Regions from separate parts of the Mus musculus genome. Here regions 1, 2, 4 and 5 are each linked to region 3. A link is a contact called in public Hi-C and promoter capture Hi-C data. All regions are on one chromosome and are shown on one strand. Each heading gives the region's core, a stretch centred on a gene start, on an enhancer-like site or on the middle of the called end of the contact. The rest is flanking DNA. Distances are from core to core; before and after follow the strand shown.

Region 1 (4,545 bases), core at 961-3,460, 3.1 Mb after region 3:
CCTACATGTCCAGCCCTCTTTTTACTTTTTATTTTGAGACCAGGTCTCCTTACATTTCCTAAACTGGTCTTGAACTCATTCTGTAGCTTACGAGGGCCTTTAATTTGTGATCCTTCTACCTCAGCCTTTCCAATAACTGGGATTATGGGCCCATGTCACTAATCTCAGCTTGAGCAGTTCCTTTTTACGTGTCTTGGTTCCTAAGGACATCCCTGGGCCTTCGTCTCTTGTCTATAGAACTAACAGGTTAATTTGTAAGCCTCAGATGCTAAGCTTCGGGTCCACTGGTCATACCCTAGTGGTCTCCCTTAAGTTCACCATTCTCACGAGGCCTTGATAAAGGTCCTCAGGCTTTGACATGCCAAACTCAACTTCTCTGAGCCCACGTTTGAAGGCAACCCTGCTCGGCAATCAGGTTTCTTGCTCTTTCACTTCCTGCCTTTCTCTGTTTAGCTACTAAGTAACTCTTCTTTGTATTAGCCCCGCCTTTTCATTGCACGTCTCTTAGGCAGGCAGCCACTCTCATTGGGCTCCATCACTTACTGAATCTTGTTGGTTTAAAAGGTCTCTTGATCTAAGCCTTGCCTCTCTTTCGGCCACGCCCACTTACACTCCCACTTTTTCTAAACGGATCCATAGATTCCTAAACCATGCCACTCTTCAGGCGACCTTGATTAGTCCATGGGGGGTGTGGGGGGGTGTTGTTGGGTTTTTTTTTTTTCAGTCTCCACCGCCGCCCCGCGGCCCCTAATTTCTCAAAATAGGTTTGCGCTGGCCCTTTAGGAGGGGCCTCTTCACTGACCACAGACCCCCAAGCTTTCCCTGGCTTTACAGATTCTCTCATCTCCCTAGACTCTGCCAAGTCCAGCTTCCTCAAGGGCGACCCCGCCCCAGCTTGGATCCACTTTCTCATTGACCACGCCTCTCCCCGTGGGGTCCCGCCCACCTGTCTGCAGTACTCCAGCACGCGCTGCGGGTCCAGAAGACAGCGTCGTGATCGCTGTGGGTCTGGTTCCCAGCGGCCGGTGCGCAGGTCCCGGTGAAGGGTTAGACGCCCACATAGTCCAGCCACTTGAGCCGACCCCGGAGCCTGGGAATGAAGGCAGATGGGGCAGTGAGGAGCCAGGGCAACGATGTCATCTGTGTTGTCTGGTTCTTTGCTCCCTAAAACCCAGATAGGGCTCCTGCCCCTATCTCTAGCACCAGCTCCTTCTAAGCACCTTCTGAGTGGAGAGACCGTTCCCCGGGAAACAAATCCCGTGGGGCTGGAGCGCCCCAGCTCTCCCGTTGCTATGGTGACCTGGGTCCCCACCCCCCCGCCCCGTTTCTCGCGGCCTTGTTGCTGAGAAGACAGGCTCCGCCCCCGCCCCAGCGGCTTGGGTCTGAAGCCTGAAGGGGTTAAACTTGAATCGTGTTGGGGGAGGCGGGGGGCGAACCCAGGCGTTCTGGCCCCTCCTCCCTCCATCCCCAGTTCAGGTTCCCACTGAGGGGGTGCAAAGACGACAGGGCCCAGCTTCCCAGCAGGCCTGCACATCAGACCTTTAAGGACTAGAGGAGCTATATCCGGATTGAGTAGTGGGTGGAGGCCCGGACTACTGGATGTTTGAGGGCAGGGGGTTCATGTGGGTCCAGATAATACAAGGGACCTGGGTTCTTAGAGCCAAGCGCCTACTGCCTGGTGCGTCCTACGCTTAGGTGGGCAGGTCTTGGGGCTTTGTCGTCTAGGGGTGCTCTGGATTTCTTGGACCAGAGGCTCTTGGAAAGAGCCAGGTCCGACGATGCGGGTGGGAGGGGGCAGGGACGTCAGACGATGGAGGAACCTAGGAAAATCTACAGTTCGGATCGCGTGGGGCAGGCCACCTGGCCAAAAGGACTGCGGTGGCCGTCCCGCGTCCAGGTCGAGGCCCGGTCCCGCCCCTTCCCCATCCCCAGGACCCGGCCGGGCCTCACCTCGGCCGCGCTGGGGCTCCCAACAGCCAGGTTCCCGACGGCGAGCTGCGCGCGCAGAAGCAGCAATGACAGTGGCAGCAACAGCGGCAGCGGCGGCGGTCGCCAGCGGCGACCCTGACCGCGAGCGGCGGGGCTGGTGGGCCCCATGTCCGGGCCTCGGGCCCTCACGTCCCCTGCGCTCCCGCCCGGCCCTACCCGGCCCCAGCGGTGACAGGAGCTCCCAGCGCCACCGCCGCCTCCTCCTCCCGCCGCCCCCGGGCTGCGCCGGCGCCGCCAGCCCCGCCCCGCGCCGGCCCCGCCTTCCCAGCCAGGACAATAGCGTGGCGGCTCTGCGCACTGAGAGGCTCCGGAACCCCGGGAGGGAGCCTGCTCCAAGTCCCAGCCCCTCAAGATTCCAGGTGTCACTGTCCGCGTGAAGACCGAGTCACTAGGTTCAGTCCTGGGCGTAGCCGTTTTCTGGACTTTCATCCTTGGCCTTCTCTTCTGGCAAACGCAGACACCCAGCATCAGCTTTGTCCTCCTCCAAGGATGCCAGAATCCATGGGGGTGGGGGTCTTCCATAAATCCCTCTCTTGAGGTCCCAGGAATATAGACCTCCGAATTTTCCCAGTCAAGAATTTAGGGAGTGTACTAGGAAAGCCTGTAATCCCGGCACCTGAGAGGAGGGGGCGGGAGGATAGGAGTTTGAAGCTAGCCTACCTACATGCAACCCAGTCTCAAAAGACAAAACACAGCTACAGCTAGGTAAATCTGCTCCCTTCCAGGCCTCTTCTGTCTCAGGACCGGAGGCCAAGTCTCCCACCCTTGCTTCCTCAAACCTAGGAAGCCTTCCTGCCCTGATTGCCAGGTGTCTGGATCTTCAAATACTCCCTCCAAAAATCCATGACTAAACCCTTTCTTTACAGATGACTCGGGTCAGGTGCTGGATACCATAGCCTTCCAAGACCAGCACCTGAGGACCACTGTGTGGAGTCCCCCATTCTCACCCTTTCTAAGGGCCACCTCAAGTCTTCTGCCTAAAGGGTTCACTGTTTTATCTTAAGTGAGTGTACAATATTCTAATCCCCCCCCCCGAAGCAGCCCAGATGTGTGTGTGTGTGTGTGTGTGTGTGTGTGTGTGCATCTGTATGGTGTGGACCTGCCCACATTTGTCTGTCTTTCTGCTTTGTGTGTGTGTGCATCTCTGTGGATGTGGGTGGGGTGAGGTAGTGGTGTATTATTAAAAGAGTTTAAAGTGGAATGGTGATGTGCACCTGTAATCCCAGAGGGCCTGAGGCAGCAAGATCAAGAGTTCCAGGCTAACTGCTGAGAGAAGGCTCAGTGATGAAAAGCACTGGCCGCTCTCTCAGAAGACCCGGGTTCAATTCCCAACACCCACACTGTCTATAACTCCAGTCTTAGGGGACCCATCCCTCTGTTCTGGTCTCAGGGACCAGGAATGTATATAGTATACAGTAACACATGCAGGCAAAACACCCACACAAGTAAAATAAAAATAACAGATCTTAAAATACAGAGAGAGAGAGAGAGAGAGAGAGAGAGAGAGAGAGAACCTACAGCAGTAAGCCAGTAGCAAGGGGCTAAGGAAGGACTTAGGACATCATCGCTACTGCCACCCAATGCATGAGAGGCGAGGGAGGACTAGATACAATACAACCTTTGTGGGCCTCTTCATTCATGGAAAACACCAGGAGACTCCTCCAAGTGAAAGAAAATTAAAATTCAAGGTCCATGACTCATGTGGCTTGTGTCAGTTAGTTAGGAGGGCCTTTGGGCCTAGGGCAAAAACAAAGGCTGTAAAGTCATCCAGGAACTGGCTAGCCATAAAAGACAGGGAAGACATACCAGGATGTCCGGACTGGCCCGGCGTCTCCCTATCTCCCGCCCTTCTGACATGGGTTAAATGTTAACCAGATGCTCTGCTGTTACCTTGCTCTGCACATACAGTTTGCTGATGTTTAAACTGTCCAATTGTGTGAAACCATGCCAATTCTTCCCCTACCCCCACTCTTTTCCTATATAAACCCCTAACTTTTGAGCCTCGTGGTCGATTCCTCTATCTCCTGCGTGAGATACGTGTCGCCTGGAGCTCCGTCATTAAACTACCTTGTGTGTTTGCATCAAGACGGTCTCTCATGATTCCTTGGGTGTGCGCGCTATCTCGTGACTCGGGTGGGGGTATCCCCACGGAGGTCTTTCACAAGCACATTTGCGTCTTTGCCTCCCCCTTTTATTATTAAACATAAGTATTCTTAGCCCAAGAGTCCCCTTCATTTCTTCTATTTCCACCCTACCCCATTCCTTGGATTCAATTCTTTCTGTATCTTTAAGGAAGGAGTCAAGATAGTGGCCATTTTGGTTCCCAGATAATGAACAGCCATGTAGGCTATACTTATTGGCCAGGACGCGGTGGGGGGGGGGGTGTGGATTATTTCTTTCATCTTGATTTGTCTTATGTTATCCTTTCTCTTGATGCAGATGGTCATATATCTTCTCTACTACTTCCATCCATATCCCTAGTTCCCATCTTTGTCCCTCTGCAAAGTATTTAGTCATTTAGTCACCATCTTGAATGTCTTTCTCATGGGAAAGCGG
Region 2 (4,669 bases), core at 2,070-4,569, 3.2 Mb after region 3:
TGTGGCTCAGCTGCGAAGCTCTGAAATGTTATCTGAGCTGAGCTCTGGAGTGAAACTGATGTGGCTGTGCTGACCGGTGAATCCCCTTGGACCTTCCCATGATCCTCAAACTACCGGGGCCCTCTAACATCCTGATTCATTTCTAAGGCTTCTCCACACAGATTGGTTGGAACTCAGATCATATGACAGGAGCCTTCCAAGTGCTGAGATTACAGGCTCACGTCAGCATGGCCAACTCAAGAGATCTTTATTACCTCTTCCCCTTGCCTTACTGGCTGCACACATAGCTGATGATATACCCTTGATTGCCCAGGAAGGGATTGAGGCAAGTAGGTTACCTGGGCAGCCCTGGTACCCTCTGGAGGTGGAGGGAGCTCTGGGAGGCAGGAAAATCTCCGGTCAAATATGCACCGGTGGAGATGGGCATCCAGAGAACGGAAATCGTCATAGCTCCGGAGGACTGGCCAGGAGCGGCCCTGTTGAGGCAGGCAAGACAGAGGGTGCAGACTCCATTACACAGAGCTGAGGACTACAGAGGCTAGCTAGTCCATGTTAGACGAGAGGCAGAGGCAGCCTCACCTGACAGGTCACCTGTACCCCAAAGACCAGCTCATTTTCTCCAGAGAGGCTGGGGCCCTCACGCTCTGGAGACAGCAGGAGCTGCAGAAGGAAACAGAAACCAAAAGGAGGGCTTTAGTTTTGTTCCAGACCTAACCTTTCTTGGCTGAGACTATCTAGGGGTAAATCCGTGTTCCCCATTGGGCCTCCTCAAGGACAGGGCGTGACGGTGTCACTGTCTGGGTAGAGAGTCTTGTCACAGAGCAGAGCCTATCAGAACCCTGGTGTGGAGGAATAAATAGAAAAATAAAGGGATGAAGCAGTGCCTCCCGGCCAGCTGGGACCTTGGCTTTCTGCAAGTGTCTGCTCGAGCATGCAGGTGGCCAGGGCTCAGGGATGGGCTTCTGGGGTATAGTGGCTGCTAGCAGTTCACCTCCCTGCCTGAGCACAAGTTCGCATACCTGAATGTGGCCAAAGTCAACATTCTCATAGTGGAAATGGGCACAGTCAGCCAGCCGGGGGAAAGGGCCTCGAGGAGCTGAGAGCCTGGAAGACAAGCAAAATATCATCCACAACAAAATATCATCTCCTGGGGCTTCCCTCCTCCCTCAGCTAAACCCTCTGGCATCCTCTCACCTCTTCCCAGGCTTCCCCTTTGTACCCGGCCCCCCAGTAGTGGGTACGGGCTGCACTGAGCCCTCCCCTGGGCCATCCAGGCTGTCAGTGCTGCGGGCCTGTAGAGCAGAGAGAGAATCAGAGGCCCCCAGAGATGGGAGCGGGAACAACAGGAGCATTGTTATCTGCAAGCTTGGGCCTTGGGCCAGGAGGCTCTCCACACTGTCCTGCAGCGTGGGGTAAAAGGGCAGGTCAGCAGGAGATGAGTGCTGGGCTGGAGTCAGCCTGTTTCTTCCTGTGTGGTCTGGGAGGAAGGACTGGAGGTGCAGGGACCAAGGGTGAGCAGGCAACAGGAGCGAGGGCATGCCGATCCTGTCTGTGCGTGTTTAAGACCCTTCTGTAGCAACCATACAGCAAGGGTACGGTCACTTGCCACTGTCCACATCTCAGTCTTCTGTTCCCAATCTTTCCCCCTCCTGGCATGATGCTTTCCACAAAGTACAAATGTGATTGGTTTTCCTGCTTCCGTGACTCTCAGGAATTCTAGATGAGGTTGGACTTCTCAGGTCTGAGAGCCAAGCTTCCTTGAGCTGGGTTCCGTTTGCCACTCCAGTCCTGTCTCTCCCCTGCTGCCCCAATTCTCAGAGCTCTGAACTTTTCAGAACACACGTGCCAGCTTCTCATTTACCTTCTATGCCTTTGCAAAGGCTATTCCTCAGACTGGAATGTGGTTTGCACACCGTCACTAGGTTCTCTCCTCCTCATTCCTCATGTGTGTTCCTTCAGAAAGCCCTCTCTGTCCATCTAAGGCTGTTTCAGACAATTGTCTCCATCCCATCCTGTGGGCTTTCTCCATCCCATACTACACAACTATACCTGAGCTTATCCATCTCACTCTGAGATGCTTCCTGCAAGGAACTCATCTCTCCCTTTGGAAATAGGGCCCCAGGCTGACACCCTCACCCCCACCCCCGCCAATGCCCAACAGAGATCAGCACAGAGTTAGTACTGTATGTATGATTCTTCTCTGGGTCCCTGACACGCAGTGCCAATCCAGTTGCACGGCATAGACTGGGCAACTCTGATGAATAAAATAACCAGCTGCCAGATGGGGATTCGGGGATTTGCTAGACTGGGCTTTTTCCCTCCTCCGTGTCCCTGCAACCCCAAGTTCATCCCTGGGTCTCACCCTCAGAGTCTGTCCCCTGCCAGCCCATGAAGCTCCCCAAGGCAGGATGGGATCTGACTGTTTCTGTGCCTGGAGCATGGGGCCTGCACAGAGGAGGTCTCAGTGAATGTCTGTGGAGTGAGGGAATGAATGGATGAATGAGCGGGAGCAGTATGGAGGAGGGGAGATGAAGACAAGGAGATGGAGAAGCCCCAAGGCTCAAGTGGAACGGAGGCGGGAGGCGCGATGTTGGCCTCGAGTAAGGATCGGGAAGCGGCGGGAGAGACTTCGATAAAGGTTCAGATCGATGTCGGTGGAGGGATTGAGAGCGCGTGGCGTGGGATGAAAATGAAGAAGAAAAGGGTCAGGCAGGGGATGGAGTGAGATGGGGGTGGGGCTCAGGAATGAGAAAGGGGCTGTTGGGAGCAGGAGGTGGTGGTCGGGAGGGTGACTGGGGATGAGGATGCTGAGGAGGGCGCTGGAGTGGGGGCTGGTTTCCAGGGAGCCTCGGCAGACGCCTGCAGGGGGGAAGCCCTCATGGGGCGCGCGGGTCCTTCCCTGAACCAGCCCCCTTTTCTCAAGTCCGGATCCTCCGCCACTGTCACCCCTTTTTCAGGGCCCAGAAGGGGGAGGGAGGAAATGTGCGCTGAGGGGGCGGGGTCGAGGCCCGGGCCGCGACCCAGGACCGCACCGAGGTGGAGACCGTAGGGGACCGCGAGGAAGGGTGAGGGGCGGCGCGCAGGCCGCGGGCTCGGGCGGGGCCGGGGGCGGGGCGCGCAGGGCGGGGCCGCGCGGACAGACTGGCACGCGGACACACAGACTGATGGCCCCGAGGGCCCCTCACCACCATGGTCGCGGTAGCCTCCTCAGACCCCGGCGGCTTTCGAGCCCTCGTTCGCAGTCCTCGCCACCGCCGCCTCCGCCGCCATGGTGACACAAAGGGGAGGGCGTGAGGCGCGCGCGGGCGGTCGCAGGCTCCTCCCCTAACGGCTGCCGGGGGGGTCTCTGGCGCGCGCCCCATGAGGGGCGGGCCAGCGGGCACGCGGAGGCCCTTCTCATTGGCTCCAGTTTTGGCCTGAGGGCTACGCCCCGCCCACAAGGCGGCTGCTTATTGGCTTTGAGTGCTGCTCTACTTCCCGCCCCCATCCCCGCCCCGTCTCTCCAGTCCCACCCCCCGAAGTTTGACAGCGCCACGCCCATGGATGGTTGGCATTGGCTGTCAGGGCCCTCCTGAGATAAAACCCTGTATTCTTTATGCTCCGCTGCCGCCACTTCTCTCCTTAAGCAGCCTGCCCTTTCCTCCCGCGGTCGCTCCTCGGACGTGCTTCATTGGGTTCGCCTACGACTATCCCCCACAAGCAGCCTTTTCGAAATGCGGGTCCTCCAGTCCCCACGCTGTCAGTCCTGATCCTGACCCCGCCCACAAGCTTTTTGATCTCGCACACCCCGCTGTGTCCCCACCCTAGGCTCTGTGCGACTTGGCCTCCCCCTATTCACTGGACATCTTTCCTTGTTTCCCTATATTCGCTTATTTGAGGCTAGCCTTTGACATCTTTTTCTAGGAAAAGCTTCTGTATGGAATGCTATGACATTCATGCCTCTCAGAAAGCCAGGTGCAGTCTTTTTTCTTTTTTTAAACGATAGAGAAGTGCCTAGAAAGCATTGCAGCCACACCCTTTCCGGAAGGATGCTTTCACTGATCTGGACCTGAGCAGGCCTCTCGTTTCGGTAGCACGCTCCCGGTCCAGGCTTTTAAAGACTTTGATTATTTAATTCGGGGATATACCAATAATCAAAAAAAAAAAAAATACAGCCTTACCCATATGGAAGCTCAAAGGCTAGTATGAACTAGGTGATTTCGGTTTGTAATCTCAGCACTGGAAAAGTGGGTGCAGGAGAATCATGAATTTGAGGCCAGCTTGAGCTGCATAGTGAAAATCTGTCTCAAACAAACCAAATTAGGGACTGGAGAGATGGCTCAGCAGTTAGCACTGACTACTCTTCCAGAGTCCTCAGATTTCTACTCCCTGTTCCAAGCACCCACATGACTGTTCACCAGCTACAGCTCCAAGATGTCCAGAAGATGCTCTCTGTGGGCACTAGGCACACATGGAACCCCCAACATATACACAGGCAAAATACCTGTATGCATTAAATAAAAAAATTTAAAACCTCCAAATCAAAGGCTGATGGGGGAAGATAATGAACAAAATAAATATAAATATGTATCATCCGAGAGAAAAGCTAGTTGGGATGGCGAAATATGGAAAGTGCTGGGTGGGGGGAGGGAATAAGTGTAATGAGTGATGATGCTACTAAGTTTTGGGG
Region 3 (5,319 bases), core at 1,350-3,849:
AAACCAATACATACATACATACATACATACATACATACATACATAAATGTAATAACATTTTTAAAAATAAAGACAGCTGGACCATGAACATGTTCCTTGCTGTTACTGGGGAAAAGCTGTGGGCATGGTTCAGAAGTAGAGCACCTGCCTAAAATTCACCTGTCAGGCTTGGGAGAGGAGGGGGGTGGAGGTGGGGGGCGGGGGGAGGGCAGTCTCATGCTACAGCACCTGCCCAGCATGTACAAAACCCTGGGCGCAAACTCTAGAACTATAACAAATAAAGAATAAAATAGAAATATAGTTGTAGGAGCTACAGACATGGCTTGCTGGGTAAAGCACTTGCTATATAGGCATAAGAAAACTACGTTTTGGACTCCCCCACCCCCAGACAGTAGAAAGGTGTGTGCTCAGACTTTGTTGACAAGCCAGCCTAGCCAATCAGTGAACTCCAGGTTTGCTGGGACCATGCCTCAAAAGATAATGTGGATGGCTGAGTGTGGTGGTGTATACCTTTAATCTTAAAGGCTTAGACAGAGGAAGGAGGATCCCTATGAGTTCAAGGCCAGCCTGGTCTATATAGTGAGTTCCAGGACAACCAGGGCTATGAGAGAGACTCCGTATCATAGAACCTCCACCCTCAAAAAGTAGCATCCAATGAAGCTAGCATGATAAAGTTTAAATTTATTTATTTATTTATTTTTCTGAAGAATGGGGTGAAACTTAAGAAAACTCAGACTACAACTCCCATCAAGCTCCCGTGCATGCTTCTGAACTCTAAAGAGAACTGGCTGTTGCACAGCTTCAAGGAAAAATGCTGCTTCCTATTTCCTTTCCAAGCATCTGATAAAGAACTACAACTCCCAGTGCACCTCAGGGCTCCAAACACCTAAGGGTTGAAGCTTTATGGGAAATGTAGTCTTTAAGCCAATCTCCCTCTCCCTAGCATCAATTGGGAGTGCTCACCTGGAGGAGGTAGATAACCATTGAAGAGGACATTTCCGCAGGAAGATCGATCCAACTCTTCCCTCACCTGCAGGCGACGAACTGCAAGGGAAGGACTCAAAACTTCATCTTGAGGGAAACTAAAGCAGACCCTTGTCCCCTTCCTCATCTGTCTTTCCACGTAACTATCCCCTCCCCCGCAACCCCGACCCCTTCAGAGCCAGACCCAAATCCGGTGCTCTTAGCTCTAACCCAACAGTCTTTTTGACTGGGAGAGTCAAAGAGGAGAGGCATTCTGCTCAGGAAATAACTGAGGGTGCTGACTGGGGGCGGGGTTGGGGTGGGGGTGGGGCACGGCACGGGACTCTCACTTACCCAGTGGAGTGAGTCCGTAGAATTGGGCTTCATGGAGGAGGCTGGAACCATGGACACCCCTGGGTAATAGGGGAGATTTGGGTGTAAAAATCTAGGGCATAGGCATGAACAGCACATTGCAAGGAGAAAGGTATTGAAACTGCCCAGAGACTACCGAAGCCTGGCTAGTTTCAACCGGCGTAAAATTCTAGGGAGGTTGAGGGTGGGGTACACCTGCCAATCCAAGACATGGGAGATAAAGACTGGCCTGATCTGGATGGAGTTCTAGACAGCCAGGGCTACAGAGCAAGGCCTTATCTCAAGCCAACAAACAAATACATACTTTCTTTAAAATCTAGATAACAAGGATGAAGAATGGTGCAAATGTGTGGGCATATTTTAATGGAAGGAATATAACATGATCAATAATTCTAATAGAATGGAACACATTTACTTTTCGAGGAGAGATTTTATACAGTGGCAGAATTCACCCATTTACCCATACCAACCTGGGATCTAACTCTTTGGTCCGCAGGAAATTAAGGATGGGGGCAAAGACGGTGGGGTCCCGGTCGATGAAGATCTGCATGGTGGGGTGGGGATGGAGGTGGGGGTCATGGAAAAGACCTGGAATAAGTAGGAGCTCCTGTCCCCCATCCCACCCGGAGTCCCGTTTTTTGATCTAGCCCTACTCACAGCTCCGGTCTCATCTTTCAGGGTTGAGATGCGTCCGCTCAAAAGACTACAGGAAGGGGAAACCGAGGAGGAGACATGGGCCGAGTTGCAGAGGTGAGTATTGTAGAAATGGGTCTCCCCACACCCTCTTCTTTCATTCCCTCCTACCCTCGCCCCAGACTCTCCTAATCACCTGGAAAAGAAGGAGTCTGGGATCCAGGTAAGCGTCTGGCGAGAGGTACTGAACCTGGGCGATGGGGTAAGGAGAGGAAAGAGAAGAAGAGGTGAGGACGCTGCCTCCTCCACTGAGATTCATGCATTCTCCTTTGGCATTTCTTTCTTTCTTTCTTTCTTTTTTATTCAAGCGCCAAGCCTCCAGCTTGAGGCGGAGCAATTCTTGATGGACAGGGACTACCACCCCCACCCCCAGAAGAGGCGGGCATCCCGCCTCGGTCCCGTAGGATGGGGCCTCGAGGATCTCCCACACTCACCGCTTGCCCCCTACGTTCAGATGAATCACTTCCCCGGGTGCTCCCCGACTCGGGACCCCCTCCACTGCAGTCGTCGCGACGGCCATAGCCCCACCCCCCCGCAAGCCGGCCGGCTCGCACCCACTTCCGGGTGTGCATAGACCCCGCCTCTTCCTCTTGCTCATTGGCCTAGAGACTCCAGGATCCACCGGCGATTGGACAGAGAGCTCGCTCAACGCAATTACGGTCTCTGACTCTTTAAAGAGGGCCGGTCTTTCCTGGTTTCGACGGGGCGCACTTGGGGATCCTTTGGAGTGATTTAGTAACTCCCCCCCCCCTTTTCTAGGTTCCCTTATTTTGGTATAATACATAACGAATGTAGGCGATTCGTTGAGGAGTACGTGCGCAGATCTTGAAATGAGCCTATACCAAGGCTTAGGTATTTGTAGAGTCTAGGAGACTGCCTTCTCGACCTCGTCCCCACACCGGCCCACCCTCCAATCCTGTCTCGGATACACGAACAAACCAGCGAAGACTGTCAAAGCCAAAGGGTTTATTATAGGTACATACAGTGTGCGCCTGCCACACCGCCCCGCACCCCCTGCCTTGGCAGCGTCTCCAAGCAGCCACGGGGGTTGCCTGTAACCCTGATTCCCTCCGTCCCAGGGAGGTGCTCCAGCCAGAAGCATGCAGGGGGAGGGCTTTCCCACCCCCTCCCCCTCGGGAAGTGGCATTTACAGCTAGAATCGGGGAGGAGAGAGGAAGACAGTTTTGAACTTTGACTCCCCTCCTATTAAAAGCCTTCGCGGATGCGGGGCGGGGGGAAGGAGGGGGGGTCTACGTTTTTGCAAAAATAAACTAAGTCAGGAATTAACCGCATGGCTCTGAGATGGCGGAGTACAGGGGCTAAGGGCCCCTGTCCTCCCTCTTCCCAGACAGATCAAGGCAGCATTGGAAGTGAGGTAAAGGCAGGGAGGGAGTGTGTCCCCTCCCCACCCCCTAGCACCCTGGATGGTCCAGGGGACCTCACCAGCGCCCCCGTTGTCCATCCTTAGGGCGGAGAGGAGGCCAACAAATCACCACCTCCTAGATCCCTCGCCACTCCAGCTTCTTGGGGCAGGATCTGACGATTGGGCAGGGAGCTTGGCTCAACTGGCTCCCTGCCCGGCCCCACCAAGCTCAGTTATTGCATAAAAAGAATGGAGCCCCAGCACCTGGGGTGGGGTTGGCGAGCGGGAAGGGACCGAGATATGGCTATAGGGACAGCAATCCCCTACCACCACCTCTTGGAGTGCAGAAGTCCCTTCTATTTCAGGCCCACAGTGGCACATCCGCAGTCATTCCGGCCCTTGCGGATGAGAAGTTGTCTTTGTGTCCACAGTGCAGAGAGGAGGGGCAAGGAGACTTGTCAGACTCCAAGGTGGGGGAAAGGGTACCTGGAATCACTTCCGGCGCCCGCTGGCCCTACGCTCCCCGCCCTCACGCTTGGGGTTGCCCTCATCTGTGGATGATGTGGTAGGTAGTGTCTGACCCCATCGGGCGATCTCGGCGTGTTCTGCCACGGAGTTAGCCACAGCCTCCAGCCAGCCGTTCATCTCCTCCTGACGGAAGACGCAGGACAAGTCCATATTTGGAAGAGGAACTCAACCACACCGCCCTCCCTAGCTTCACTTTCCTGTTAGCAGGATAATGCTGACAGTAAGGATAAAAGAACAGTTACATGCCCCAGACTCCTCTCTAAGCACTTCTGTGGATGCACCCCCTTAAACAGAACCAATAGGATTATCTATAAAGCAGAGACCACCTCCACAAGCAGAGAGAAACAATGCAAATGAAGTACTGGGGGGGGGGGGGAGCTTGCAGAGACCTGACACCAGGCCTCTTGCTCATTGGTCCAACTTACTTCCTCTTTACAAAAGCCTTGAGATAAGTCATTTTGGAACCGCAAGAGGACCGGGTAAACAAAGGTATGCTGGAGCCTAATGAACAGTGAGTGCTTCCTCCCTCAGGAGGAAGGAGAGTGCTGACTCAGGAAGGCTGTCCTCTGCACCCAAGGCACAGCACATGGGTGACAATACGCATATCCATCAACACACACACACACACACACACAAATAAAATGTACTGGGGCAGGGTGGTGGAGCACCCCTTTAATCCCAGCACTTAGGAGAAAGAGGCAGGAGGCTCTCTCTGAGTCTGAGGCCAGCCTGCCTGGTCTACATAGAGTTTTCCAGGATAGCCAAGACTTCAAAGAGAGATCCTGTCTCAAAAAAATAAAAATAAAAACATAATTTGGGAACTGGAAAGTTGGATACATGATTAAGAGCACTGGCCACTGGCTGCCCTTCCGAGGGACCAGGCACCCATGTGGAGGCTCACAAGTACTTGTGAGTCTGGTTCAGGGGTACATCCTCTGGCTTTGGTGGAGCAACCAGGCAGCTGTGCAGTACACATGTAAGCATGAAGGTAAACAGACACATACAATAAAAATAAATCTTTTTAAAAAATTTTTTCAAAGGAGCTGGGTATGGTGGTGCATGCTTTTAATCCCAGCACATGGGAGGCAGAGGTAGGTGGATTTCTGAGTTTGACACTAGTCTGGTCTACAGAAAGCTCCAAGACAGCCAGGACTACACAGAGAAGCCCTGCCTCAAAAATAACAACAAAAAGCAAAAACAAAACAATGAACCCAACAACTCTTTTCTTTGTGTGGTGTATGAGACTGTACATGCTGGGGTTTGTACCGTGCACACGTGTGGAGGCCAGAGGAGGATCCAAGTGTCTTGTATCTATCCCCTAGCCTGATTCCCTCCAGACAGGGTCTCTCAGTGAACCAGCAAGAACCTCCTGTATTTCTTTACCCCCCCTCCATAATTAA
Region 4 (5,040 bases), core at 1,535-4,034, 3.0 Mb before region 3:
CAGTGCACAGTAAGGACTGAGACCGCCGGGGTGAGGAGCCCCTTCAGGAAACACGGAGAGCAGATCCAGCAATTGGTGTGAGGAACTTATTTTACTCTAAAAGTAACTGTGTGTGACAGTCAATAAATAAATACGCCTCTGCGTGGCTGTCTGACGTTCAGTCGTCAGGGGCTGGACCTCCCTGCTGCCACCGGCGAGGCCTTATCTCGTCCTGGAGTGACCCTCTTTCTTTGATTGTCCCTCATGACCCTGACACCAAGACTTCATCATTAAAATAAGAAAAACATGCTAGACGTGGTGACATACATCTTTAATCCCATCATCGGGACTGACATGAAGGAGAGAAGAGTGACTCCCTGAGTTTGAAGCCAGCCTGGTCCACAGAGGGAATTCCAGGACAGCCAGGGCTACATGGGGAGACTCCACCTCAAAACAACAACAACAACAACAATGCCAGGCCACACTCACCAGGAGCCTTGCTGAAGGAGTCAGGACCTCACCTTCCACTCAGTCCTTGTTGAGAGATCAGGCTGTGGAAGGAGAGAAGCCATGAAATAGGAAGGCCATTCCTGACAAAGCAGTTGAACTGTCCCCTCCTGCCCACCAAGCTGGAGACAATCTTCTCCTTCCTAAAAGGTGTCCAGGGCTAACCATTATTGGTGGGGACAGAAAGAAGGTCCGGAGGGACCTCCTGCTGCCCCCAGTGAGAGGCTGGACAGCTGGAAAGATATTAGTACTCACAAGAAGAGATTATGATCTCCTGAAAAGAATGGTCCAAAGCTTTCGTGTCTGCTCTAACAGAGAAGACCCAAAAGCTAATGAGAGGGCCAAGTGTGGAGGCCCAGGCCTTTAACCCAGAATTCAGGAGGCAGAGGCTGGAGGATCTCTGTGGGTTTGAAGCCAGCCTGATTAACAGCAAATTTTAGGACAGCCAGGGTTACACGGAAAAACTATCTCAGGGGGAAATAAAAACAAAAGGTAAAGAGCCCACGTGATAATAGATCTCCAGGGAGAGGTACTTGTCACCAAGTGATGGCCTGAGTTCAGTCTCTAGGACTGACTCTTCCTGAGAGGTCTCCTCCATCCTGCACATGCTCAGTGTTGCATGTGAGTATGCACGCGTGTACACACACACAAATTGTCATTGTGAAAACAAATTATTAAAGAAAAGCAGGAGAACCTGAATTTGAATCCCAGCACTCATGTACAAAGCATTCAGAAGCATATATGTATCAACACATGCATGTAATGGTACACATATATGACCCATACAAAAAGTCTTAGAAAGAAAAAGCGAGAATAAAACAGACTTGTATTTTAAAAGGCTACGCCTTAACAGGAGGAAATACACTTGGCTTGATGCACCTAGATATGCTTGGTCAACAGACCACCACTTCCTCCTTCCTCCCCTGAATCTGTAATGGGGGTAGGGTTAGAGGTAAGGGGCTACACTTGATCAAACCATCTTTTTTTTCCTTTTTTGTTTTTTGGGTTTTTTTGGCTTTTTGTTTTGTTTTGTTTTTCAAGACAGGGTTTCTCTGTGCAGCCCTGGCTGTCCTGGAACTCACTCTGTAGACCAGGCTGGCCTCGAACTCAGAAATCCATCTGCCTCTGCCTCCCAAGTGCTGGGATTACAGGTGTGTGCCACCACTGCCCGGCTGATCAAACCATCTTGGGAGCATGCTGAGCAGGGAGCTGTGTTGTTTGGACCATCAGCTTTCAGGCTATGACTAGTTTTGAATTTTATGCGGCAACAGTCTTGATCTGAGTTACTCTATCTTGGATAAAAGTGCCAAGAAGAAATCCATGTCTTGTTTACACAGTCATAGCCAGGCGACTCAATTGTGCTATTAAAAGATATCGACTAGCCTTTAGTCCCAGCACTCAGGTAGATCTCTGTGAGTTCAAAGCCAGCCTGGTAACATAAAACATAAGCGCACCAACCATATCACGTTACTTCTTCACCAAGGGACCGGTATGTGGCAGGCACACTGCTCAGTAGCCTGGTCACATGCCAGGAGCCAAGTCCAGTTCCAATGATCCATCCTGTGATAATAAACTCACGAGTGTGTATAACTGTGTGCCAGGTGACTCGTGGTCTGAAATTTATCATTAGCTATGTTAAGCTTGGAATAAAAGAACCTGTGATTAATGGCCAACCACCAGGAGAAATCGAGATTCCTTGGCAAATTGCAGCCAACGAAACTGACACAGCTTATGACTTTCTTGTCGTTCAGCAAAATCTGACATCGTGGAAAGCCATAGACGTGTCCGTTTATCCTTCTACATGACAGGCTCTCGACAAATCTCCACCCATCCCGATTCTCTGCAGTGTAGGTGTGAGTCCTAGAACCTTCAGGGCAGGGTGACACTAGCTACATCAATGCCTCAAACAACACTATCAACATGGCCCTCGCACCCCAATTCCAGACAGCAGTGAAGGAAGGTGTGAGGGCTCACACCTGTCATCGCAACACACCGGATGCTGAGGCAGGAGGCTGACTGAGCCACGCGCTGAGACCCTATCAGTGCGATGATATCTGTGGGATGGAGGGAGGCTCATTGGGCGCCCTGCGCTTCCCTTTCGCCAGCCTGGAGCCGACTCCCCTACGGCCGCCCGCCGCCAACCCTGCAAACCTCCAGATCCAGGCATCAGTCGAGGAAGGTGTGGGAGAGAGGAGACTCAAGGGAGGACAAGGGGAGCGGATGCTAACAGAAACCACCTGGGAAACACTTCCCAGAATGCTTCGCATCAGCCCGCACAACAGAAGCACGCGCAATGCTCCGAGAATTTGAACTACGCTTCCCAGAATGCTCGGCGTCCGCCGGCCTTCACAGACGCACGCGCAATGCGCAGAGACCCTGGACGACACTTCCCAGAAATCTCCGCGTCAGCTCTCCCGGGTGCCTGCGTGTTTGTGGAACAGTTGAACTACATTTCCGGTAGTGAATGCGGAGAGGCGGATCTTACACTCGTTTCTCCTAGTATATAGCCTCTCTGGAGTGTGTGTGTGTGCGCCACGCAGGTACTTCCCTAGCCCTCTGCGGAACTTTTTATTTAATCTGCGAGACACTGGTGCGCACTGTACAATCCATACTGAATTTACGATGGTCCTCCTGCCTCAGTCTTGCACACTCTCAAATGCTGGGCTAACGTGTGTGCCATGACACCATGCTGCCTCTGAACTTGACACGTCCCACGTGGAAAATTTTTCACCCTGGAAAATTAAGAGTCCTTACCTCATAGGCGGTAATTTGGCCCTACCGTTGTCCTTATATACCTGAGTATATAATATATACTTCTGTGTTTCTCAAAGAAACCAAAATTCTCTCTACACATCACAGCCACACAATCCACTTAACCTCCTGCTAGGCTGCTTCTTCAATGTAACCACAGGTACATTGATAATTCATACTCTCCTCCCTGCCCCTCCAGTTTTCTCCCCACTTCCTTCTATCTTCCACATCAATCTAGATCAATCCACAGGAGAAACAAGTTTTGGTTTGCTTGGTTTTTTTTGTTTGTTTGTTTGTTTGTTTTGTTTTGTTTTGTTTATTTTTCAGAGATTTATTTCTTTTTTTATTTATGTGAGTACAAATAAAGTACAATTAAAAAAAAAGCTAGCTTCAGACACACACTAGAAGAGGGCATCCGATCCCATTACAGATGGTTGTGAGCCACCATGTGGTTGCTGGGAATTGAACTCAGGACCTCTGGCAGTCAGTGCTCTTAACTGCTGAACCATCTCTCAGCCCTGTCTGTCTGTCTGTCTGTCTGTCTGTCTGTTTGTTTGTTTGTTTGTTTGTTTGTTTTTAATTATCCCAAAGGACCACTAGCAAAAGTTTTTTTCATCCAAACAAAATCTCGGCGTATGTGTGTGGCACAGCGGAGATGCTGTAACAGGTATACATAGTAGCAAGGAAAAAGACTAGTTTTTACATGATATGATTGTTGTGACAATTTTGGAGTTTTGGTTTCTTTGAAAAACAGAAATACTATAGGAATGTTTTGATTTTAGCCCCAGGTGAGGAATATGAGGCTGCTTCAGACGGTCCACAGCAGCTGGGATTTGCCTCCTGCTCTAGCAGAGGCGTGATTTTGCCAGCTGCAGGTGGTTTCTGTGCGTGTGTGATGTTTAGAATTCGGGGGACTTTTCAGAGAGGGGTGGGTGTAGGTTGGCTTTTGGTGGCTGTTCAGTGGGGTTGTTGGCAGTTTGTTAGCTGTTGGTCTTTGACTGCTGTTGGTCAAAGTTTGTTAAGTGGTCCTGTGCAAAGAAGAAACAGCAAGACGAATGGCAGAGATCAAAGTTGCCCCCAAGAAATGTGATGCCCTTAATCAGCAGGAAGTAGTCTATCAATAACATCACCCCCTTTCTGACCCCCCCCACCTTATTTAGGGATCACTTTCCTCTCCTTTTTCCTCTCTTATCTAGTGTTACAGGGTTGCAAGGGTGGAGAAGGCTGGAAGAAAGAACCCACAGAGTAGTAGCAAAAGACAGCCGGGGTGCCCCCACAGGCTCATCAGGGAAACTCAGAGTTTTCTGGCAGGACCAGTTCCTGGCTTTAAAGCAGAACCCAATAAGAGCAGCACCTGTTATTTTCATGTGGCCACTTCAGGGGAGCCCCAGGATTGCAATTTTGAGGGAGTGACTTTTAGGCATAACTATCCCTTCCAGACACGTACCCAACAGCAGCACCTAAAGCGCCAATCTTCATCCTCCTAGTTGGAGTCGGGGAGACTATGTTTGGATATTTTGAAAGATAAGCGGGCCCTGGCACTACAGATGTGCAGTTCTGCAGTCAATCCAGGCTTTCTTAAGGACTACTAATCCAGGTGATCCCTTAGCAAATGACATAGCCGAGCCTTGGAAGGAGCCACAAAGCCCAAGCCATAGAAACAGCGAGAGCAAGGACTAGGTTATATGCTATGAATAATATTTAACTTGATCAGACCATCAAGTGTACATCACTTTTGTTCTGCAAAACTTCTTCCTTTTGTTGTTTACATTGACACAGTCTTAGAAACATTACAGATTAAAA
Region 5 (5,241 bases), core at 2,422-4,921, 3.2 Mb after region 3:
GCTCTCTTAAGAAGGCTAAACATTTTCTCCTCCACCCCAGATAGTGGCAGGGAACCCAGACTTGCAACACGGGCCTTTTCCAGTGGTGGTGTGTGTTGTGGTGATGGAGGTGGCTGCGCTTGTGGTTGCTGTGGTGGTAGTGCCTGGGGTAGGAGCTGGGTCTGCAAGGCCTGCGGGGGCTGCTGGAGCTGAAGCTGCTGGCCTTCACTCAGAGCTGGAGCTCCATGGGGGGGCACCTCAACCTTAACAGGACTGGTGACCACAGGGACAAAGCGAGGCAAGCTGAGGTGATTGGTCCGCCCCACTGCCCTAGGCTCAGGCTCTGCTGGAGAGTCATCAGCAGGAGGCAGCTCTGGCTCAGGGGTTTCAAGAGCCCCAAGAGGAGGAGGGGTAAGCACCGATTCATAGATCTTCAGGTGGGCTTCACTTGGGGTAAACTGAGGGGCCCGAAGGAGCAAGGGCCTCCGGGAGGGAGTGGCAGGGGCAGGTGGTGGAGATGGGGCTGGTGGAGGAGCAGGTGGAGGTGGCGGCAGCTCCCGGGTTAGTGAGGTCCAGCGAAATGTGGGTTCCCTTAGGATAGACCGCCTCTTCTCAGGGAGTGGGACTGGGGTAGATGGGGGAGTTGGGACACGAGGTGGAGAGGAGACTGGTACTGGTTCCTGGGGAGCAGGTGGGGAGGTTGCAACAGGAGGTCGAACAATAGAAGCCTCCACCTTTGGAGGTTTGGGAGGATCTTCATCCATAAATCGCCGGGGTGTCTTGATAACACGGGAGGAGCGAGCACTCACTACAGGCATAATAAACTGCCGTATATTCTTTAAAAAGGTGGTACTTTTGGGGACCACAGTAGGACTGTCTTCCAAAGGGCTTCCTGTGGTGGTGCTAGGGTTTGGAGTGGGAGAAAGGGTGCCCTCTGGTCCTGACCGAGCAGCTTCCCTCTCTGCCCGCTGGCTAGGAGTCAGGGGAGGCCTGCCCCTCTTCCTAGAGCATGTAGCTGGGACAAGAGGAGGAGACTCTTCCTGCTTCTCTGGGGCTGGATATGGGGGAGGGGAAAGTGGGGGAGGAGGAGAAACTGGGGGTGGTAGAGGGGATGCTGGAGGTGGAGGAGATGTTGAAGGGGGTGGTAGAGGAGGAGGTGGTGAAGGGACTGGAGGAGTCAAGGGTGGTGACGGAAGCTTTGCCTCTTCCTTCTCCTTGGCTAGCATCGCTTCTTCCTCAGCCACAGCTCTCTCAGTCTCCTCCTCTTCCTCTTGCTTGTTGTTATCCTCATTGTCATCTTTTTCTTCCTTCTCTTCTCCCTCCTTCTCCTCCTCCTCCTCCTCCTCCTCCAGTTTCTGCTCCTGTTTCTTTCTACACGAGCCCCTTTCTGGTTCATCTCCATCTTTTCTTTGGGGGGCATCCTGCCAGCTTTCCCCACGTTGACCATGACCCTGACCTGATTCTAGTTCCTGGGACAATTGTCCCATCTTCACTTTCTTGGCCTTGGAAACAAACTTGATCATAAGGGGAAGTCCGCCTCGGCCTCTGCCCCTGCCTCCACGGCCTCCTCTCCCAGGCTGTCCTCCACGTTTGGGGGTTCCAGGTCCTGGACCAGGTCCCTCCTTGCATTTCCAACTGCCAGCTTTGTTCTTTACTGGAACCACAGGGGGCGGAGGCTCGGGTTTAGGGATTGTCACAGCCGCTTCTGCTAACACTACTGCTTGCTGCTTTTTCCGGCAGGGACCGGCTGGCCGTCCTGGGGGCCTTCCCCGAGACCGTCGGGGAGTAGAGGGTTCACGTGCCCGTGCCCGGCTCCGGGGGGGTTGGGGTGCTTGGGACCGCCGGAGAAGTTCAGTCAGTGCCTGCACCATCCGTTCTGTGCCCTCCTCACCCCGTTTCCGAGTAGGGGCCTTTGGGGGGACAGGAGTCACATCTGCTAGGCGAGGAGGAAGGGGGGTCGTCTTATGCTTGCGGCCCCGACCCCGAGGGGCTCGACCTAAAAGGAGAACAGTTGTGGGGAGATGGGTCAAACTGGCCCTTCAGTCTTAAGAAAAGCACCCCAGAAAGACAGGATACTAAGTCTTACTTGTCTGTTTTTCCCCACAGCCCAGGCTACCTTGGACTGAACACAGGACACTCAGTAACTGGTAGAGACTAGCTGAACACAAAGGGCAAGAACCTTCCCGCAACACTAGAGAGGTAGAGTTTCCCCATCACTCACCTCGCTGGGACCGAAGCGCAGAGCGCAGGGAACTGGGGGCCACATCTTCATCTGAATGAAAACCCTGAAACTCCTGATTTAGGGGACCAAGGGTGAAGGGGAGAAACAGCAGTCAGTACCAAAGCCCTGGTTCCATCTGGGCTTCAGGTGTTGCAGATATGATAGTTATCGTCCACCTTAACATACTCCTCCTCATTTACCAAAGAACTTAAAAGACTGAGGCAAGGTCAGAAGGAATAAAGGTACAAGGCGTTCTTGAACCAGACCATTCCAGCACAGCCATCAGTAATTCACTAGCCCAGAAGAAAACACTAGAGGGTCTCCTCGAGTTAAGCAATAGGCATTACAATGAGGGCTAATTCCAACTTAAAACAAAGTAGGTCCTCCATTTACACCCTTGCAGGGCATTCTTAAAAATGGGGAGTGTTTGGGGGAGATGAGAGGTGGAGCAGATGGTTTATCATATTAGAATCCACTCTGAGCCCTCAGAGGACAGCTAGCTCTCCTAAGCAATAGAATCCACACCCTCCTGCCTTCTCCAAAAGGCTGAGAGGGATAAACCATGACTGCACTCACTCCAGATTCAAGACTCAGCATTCATTCTATCCCTCTTCAACCCGCGCCTAAGAAGCCTCCACCACTCTACCTTAGAACCAGAGAGCAACTGGGGCCCTGGTGGAACCAGGGCAGGGATATGTCGCGGATTTTAAGGGCCAAGGAGGCAGCCTGCAAGTAAGAGCCCAGGAGGCTCTCTAGCCTTGGTCAATTAAGGCCACGCTGCTGCTGTCAACCACCGCTGGTCCGGCATGCAATCCCTATGGCCTCTTCACCCACTCCTGTCCTGCTCTGCCATTGCTACCGCGAAAGATCAGCTCAGGACACCAATTGGGCTCCAGGCGTCTAGCTGCAGTCAGGGTTTCTCTGATCACTTTCAAAGGCCCTAGCTACCCAAACGCTCCACGCAGCCTGCTTCCTTCGTGCTTCTTTCCAGGAGCCCCGAGAATCCCACTTGTCCACAACACCCTTCGGAGCTATCCGGAGCCCTGCAAGCCCCTGGCCTCCGCCCTACCCGGCGCTAGAGACACCTCCGACCGCCTCACCTCCTCCTCGGATTCCCCGTCACTGCTCTCTTCCTCCGGCATGCAGCCTCGGTTCGGGCCCCAGCCCCGTCCCCGGCCGCGGCCTCGGCCTCGCTGAACTCGCGCACCAGCCCACAGGCGGCGGAGCCGGCGCAGGCCCCGGCGAAGACCCAGCAAACGGAGCAGGGCCGTGTCCTCCCCGGGCTCGGCTCCTCCCGGCCCCGCCGCGCCGCCACCGCGCCGCAGGGCTACCCGCACTCTTTCGGCTCCGTTGCCTCGGCCGCCGCGGCCCCCGCCCCCGCCGGAACCCCGCGGCCGGCCCGGGAAGCGGCCCCGTGCGGAGCCAGGCCCGGGGCAACTGCCGCCGCCCGCCGCCGCCGCCATCTTGGCACCGTGAGAGGGGCCGGGGAGGCGGGGGGAGGGGCAGCCCGTGCGCAGGGCCGGGGGGGAGGGGAGAGGAGGGGAGGAGGGGCAAAGCGGGGCGGCTGCGGCTCACGACAACAACCAGCGCCGCTGTGGGGCGGGCAGGAGCCGGGGGCTGGGCTGGCCACGCGCGGGGCACCACGGGAGCAGGAGTCCTGGGCCGGTCGGCCGTCACCCTCCAGCCGCACCTGAAGAGCGGACCCCGCGTCGCGGCCTGAGAGCGGGAGGCGCAAGGTCTTCTGGGGAATGTAGTCCAGTCGCCTTGCTCCTTCCGCCGACAGCTGGGGCGCGAGAACTGGGAATACCGGGTTGGCGACAGAGACCAGGAGAACCAGTTCCTGGTCTCCAGGAGGTGTGGTTCCCGGCTCAGACTCCTCCCATTGTTCTAGTCGGAACTAGCGACCTGCATGGACTACCATTCCCAGGGTCCTTCCCAGGGTACCGTTGGCTTCGGACCCTGGGAACCCGACGGACACACAGTAGACGAAGTTAGCTATTGCGCTAGGCGTTGGCTGAGGGGAGGGCGGCGGCGCTGGATTAGTCTCACTTCCAGGCGCAACCCGGTAGCCGCATTGCCCGGCGCGGAGGGGAGATGCTGGAGAGGCTAGTCTTCCGTCCCTTACTCGGAGGAGAGCAGACCGGTGGTCGAAATCCGGACCTCAGTCTGCGCTCCTCTCCAGCCCTAGACTACGCGCGCGGTAGATTGCTGTGGGAGGAACCAGAGTCTTGGGGCGCCTCAAAGCCACCTTTCCTCTCCCGCAGGGTCTGGAGCGCCTTTGCCGCGTGCTGCCCTCGGGAATTATACGAAGCCCCCCGGAAGGAGAAGTGTGACCCTCTGTTTATTGAATGGTGAATGGCCAGCAGGGGCCGCTACAGGGCAAGGGTGGAAACCCCCTAGCACAGAGGAAAAGTCTGGACTCGTCCTGACTGGAGCACAGGAAACTTTATTATAGTGATGAAATTGACAGTCCCCAGTTAATCTTCACCGAGTTAATTGTCCTTTAACTCGGGCTCGCCAGGCCGAGGCTTCTGCAACTCGCTTGTCCCGGAAGGGTTCGTAGCTCCTGTCTCGCAGTTCTTCTGTGGTTAAATTTGCCAGGCCGCCCTAGCTGAGCCCTTCTGCCTTTCATTCTTTGGACTCTTTGTCAAGCCAGAGAAGCTACCAACACCCGGTCAGGTGGCAGCAGAGGAGGTAGGACTACCGGGAGAGCTGGAGGCCCGGGTCGGCCTCGAGGAAGAGTAGAGGAAGGTGGAGCGTATGGTCCATCCAGGCGGCAGCCGGCTGGGCGAGTGGCCACGCATGTGCGCCTGCATGGAGGCCAGGCTAGGGCAGCCAGCCCTGCACAGAGGGCATCGATAGGGAGCAGCCCCATGTGTCCTCAGGTGCTTGGTCATGGCAGAGAAATCCCGGGAGCGCTGAGGACAGAGGCTACAGGAGAAGGGCTTCTCTCCTACAGGTGGAGGAGAAAGCCAGAGAAGGAAGAAATGGGCGAAGGCTCTCCAAGCTAGGGGTGCGTCGAGCAATAGGGCAAGGGAGGA

What was found. Promoter capture Hi-C pulls out the DNA fragments that hold promoters and counts their contacts. Hi-C and Micro-C count contacts between places; a contact is called where the count stands out from the background.
Region 1: a contact with region 3 is called in a promoter capture Hi-C map of cranial neural crest. The contact joins the promoter of Aplp1 here to the promoter of Shkbp1 in region 3. A contact is called at or near these places in 3 of 39 promoter capture datasets (cranial neural crest, embryonic stem cells and maxillary cranial neural crest).
Region 2: a promoter capture Hi-C map of cranial neural crest shows a contact between it and region 3. The contact joins the promoter of Arhgap33 here to the promoter of Shkbp1 in region 3. A contact is called at or near these places in 2 of 39 promoter capture datasets (cranial neural crest and pre-B cells).
Region 4: a promoter capture Hi-C map of pre-B cells shows a contact between it and region 3. The contact joins the promoter of Zfp94 here to the promoter of Shkbp1 in region 3. A contact is called at or near these places in 4 of 39 promoter capture datasets (cranial neural crest, frontonasal cranial neural crest, pre-B cells and 1 more).
Region 5: a Hi-C map of B cells shows a contact between it and region 3, with 5 read pairs. The contact joins the promoter of Kmt2b here to the promoter of Shkbp1 in region 3. A contact is called at or near these places in 2 of 39 promoter capture datasets (cranial neural crest and second pharyngeal arch cranial neural crest) and 1 of 484 Hi-C or Micro-C datasets (B cells).

The regions. Positions count from the first base shown.
Region 1 is chr7:30,443,372-30,447,916 of GRCm38.p6, forward strand. It overlaps Aplp1 (amyloid beta (A4) precursor-like protein 1), which reads right to left and starts at 2,211. Exons shown (of 17, transcript NM_007467.3): 1 at 1,951-2,211; 2 at 947-1,090. The coding sequence starts at 2,097. It overlaps Kirrel2 (kirre like nephrin family adhesion molecule 2), which reads right to left. Exons shown (of 15, transcript NM_172898.3): 15 at 4,395-4,545.
Region 2 is chr7:30,531,741-30,536,409 of GRCm38.p6, forward strand. It overlaps Arhgap33 (Rho GTPase activating protein 33), which reads right to left and starts at 3,320. Exons shown (of 22, transcript NM_178252.3): 1 at 3,186-3,320; 2 at 2,363-2,472; 3 at 1,195-1,292; 4 at 1,020-1,104; 5 at 580-660; 6 at 339-476. The coding sequence starts at 2,440.
Region 3 is chr7:27,353,409-27,358,727 of GRCm38.p6, forward strand. It overlaps Shkbp1 (Sh3kbp1 binding protein 1), which reads right to left and starts at 2,600. Exons shown (of 18, transcript NM_138676.2): 1 at 2,463-2,600; 2 at 2,165-2,218; 3 at 1,993-2,038; 4 at 1,806-1,879; 5 at 1,318-1,376; 6 at 964-1,044. The coding sequence starts at 2,548. Sptbn4 (spectrin beta, non-erythrocytic 4) reads right to left here. Exons shown (of 36, transcript NM_032610.2): 36 at 2,975-4,042. The coding sequence ends at 3,884.
Region 4 is chr7:24,313,882-24,318,921 of GRCm38.p6, forward strand. It overlaps Zfp94 (zinc finger protein 94), which reads right to left and starts at 2,785. Exons shown (of 6, transcript NM_001199321.1): 1 at 2,638-2,785; 2 at 469-530. It also overlaps the pseudogene Gm44513.
Region 5 is chr7:30,585,055-30,590,295 of GRCm38.p6, forward strand. It overlaps Kmt2b (lysine (K)-specific methyltransferase 2B), which reads right to left and starts at 3,672. Exons shown (of 37, transcript NM_029274.2): 1 at 3,301-3,672; 2 at 2,201-2,273; 3 at 1-1,975. The coding sequence starts at 3,663. It overlaps Zbtb32 (zinc finger and BTB domain containing 32), which reads right to left. Exons shown (of 6, transcript NM_021397.2): 6 at 4,627-5,153. The coding sequence ends at 4,876. It overlaps Gm32082 (a long non-coding RNA gene), which reads left to right and starts at 3,725. Exons shown (of 3, transcript XR_003946734.1): 1 at 3,725-4,265; 2 at 4,465-4,551; 3 at 5,160-5,241. Mir3569 (microRNA 3569) reads left to right here and starts at 4,326; the gene lies at 4,326-4,383.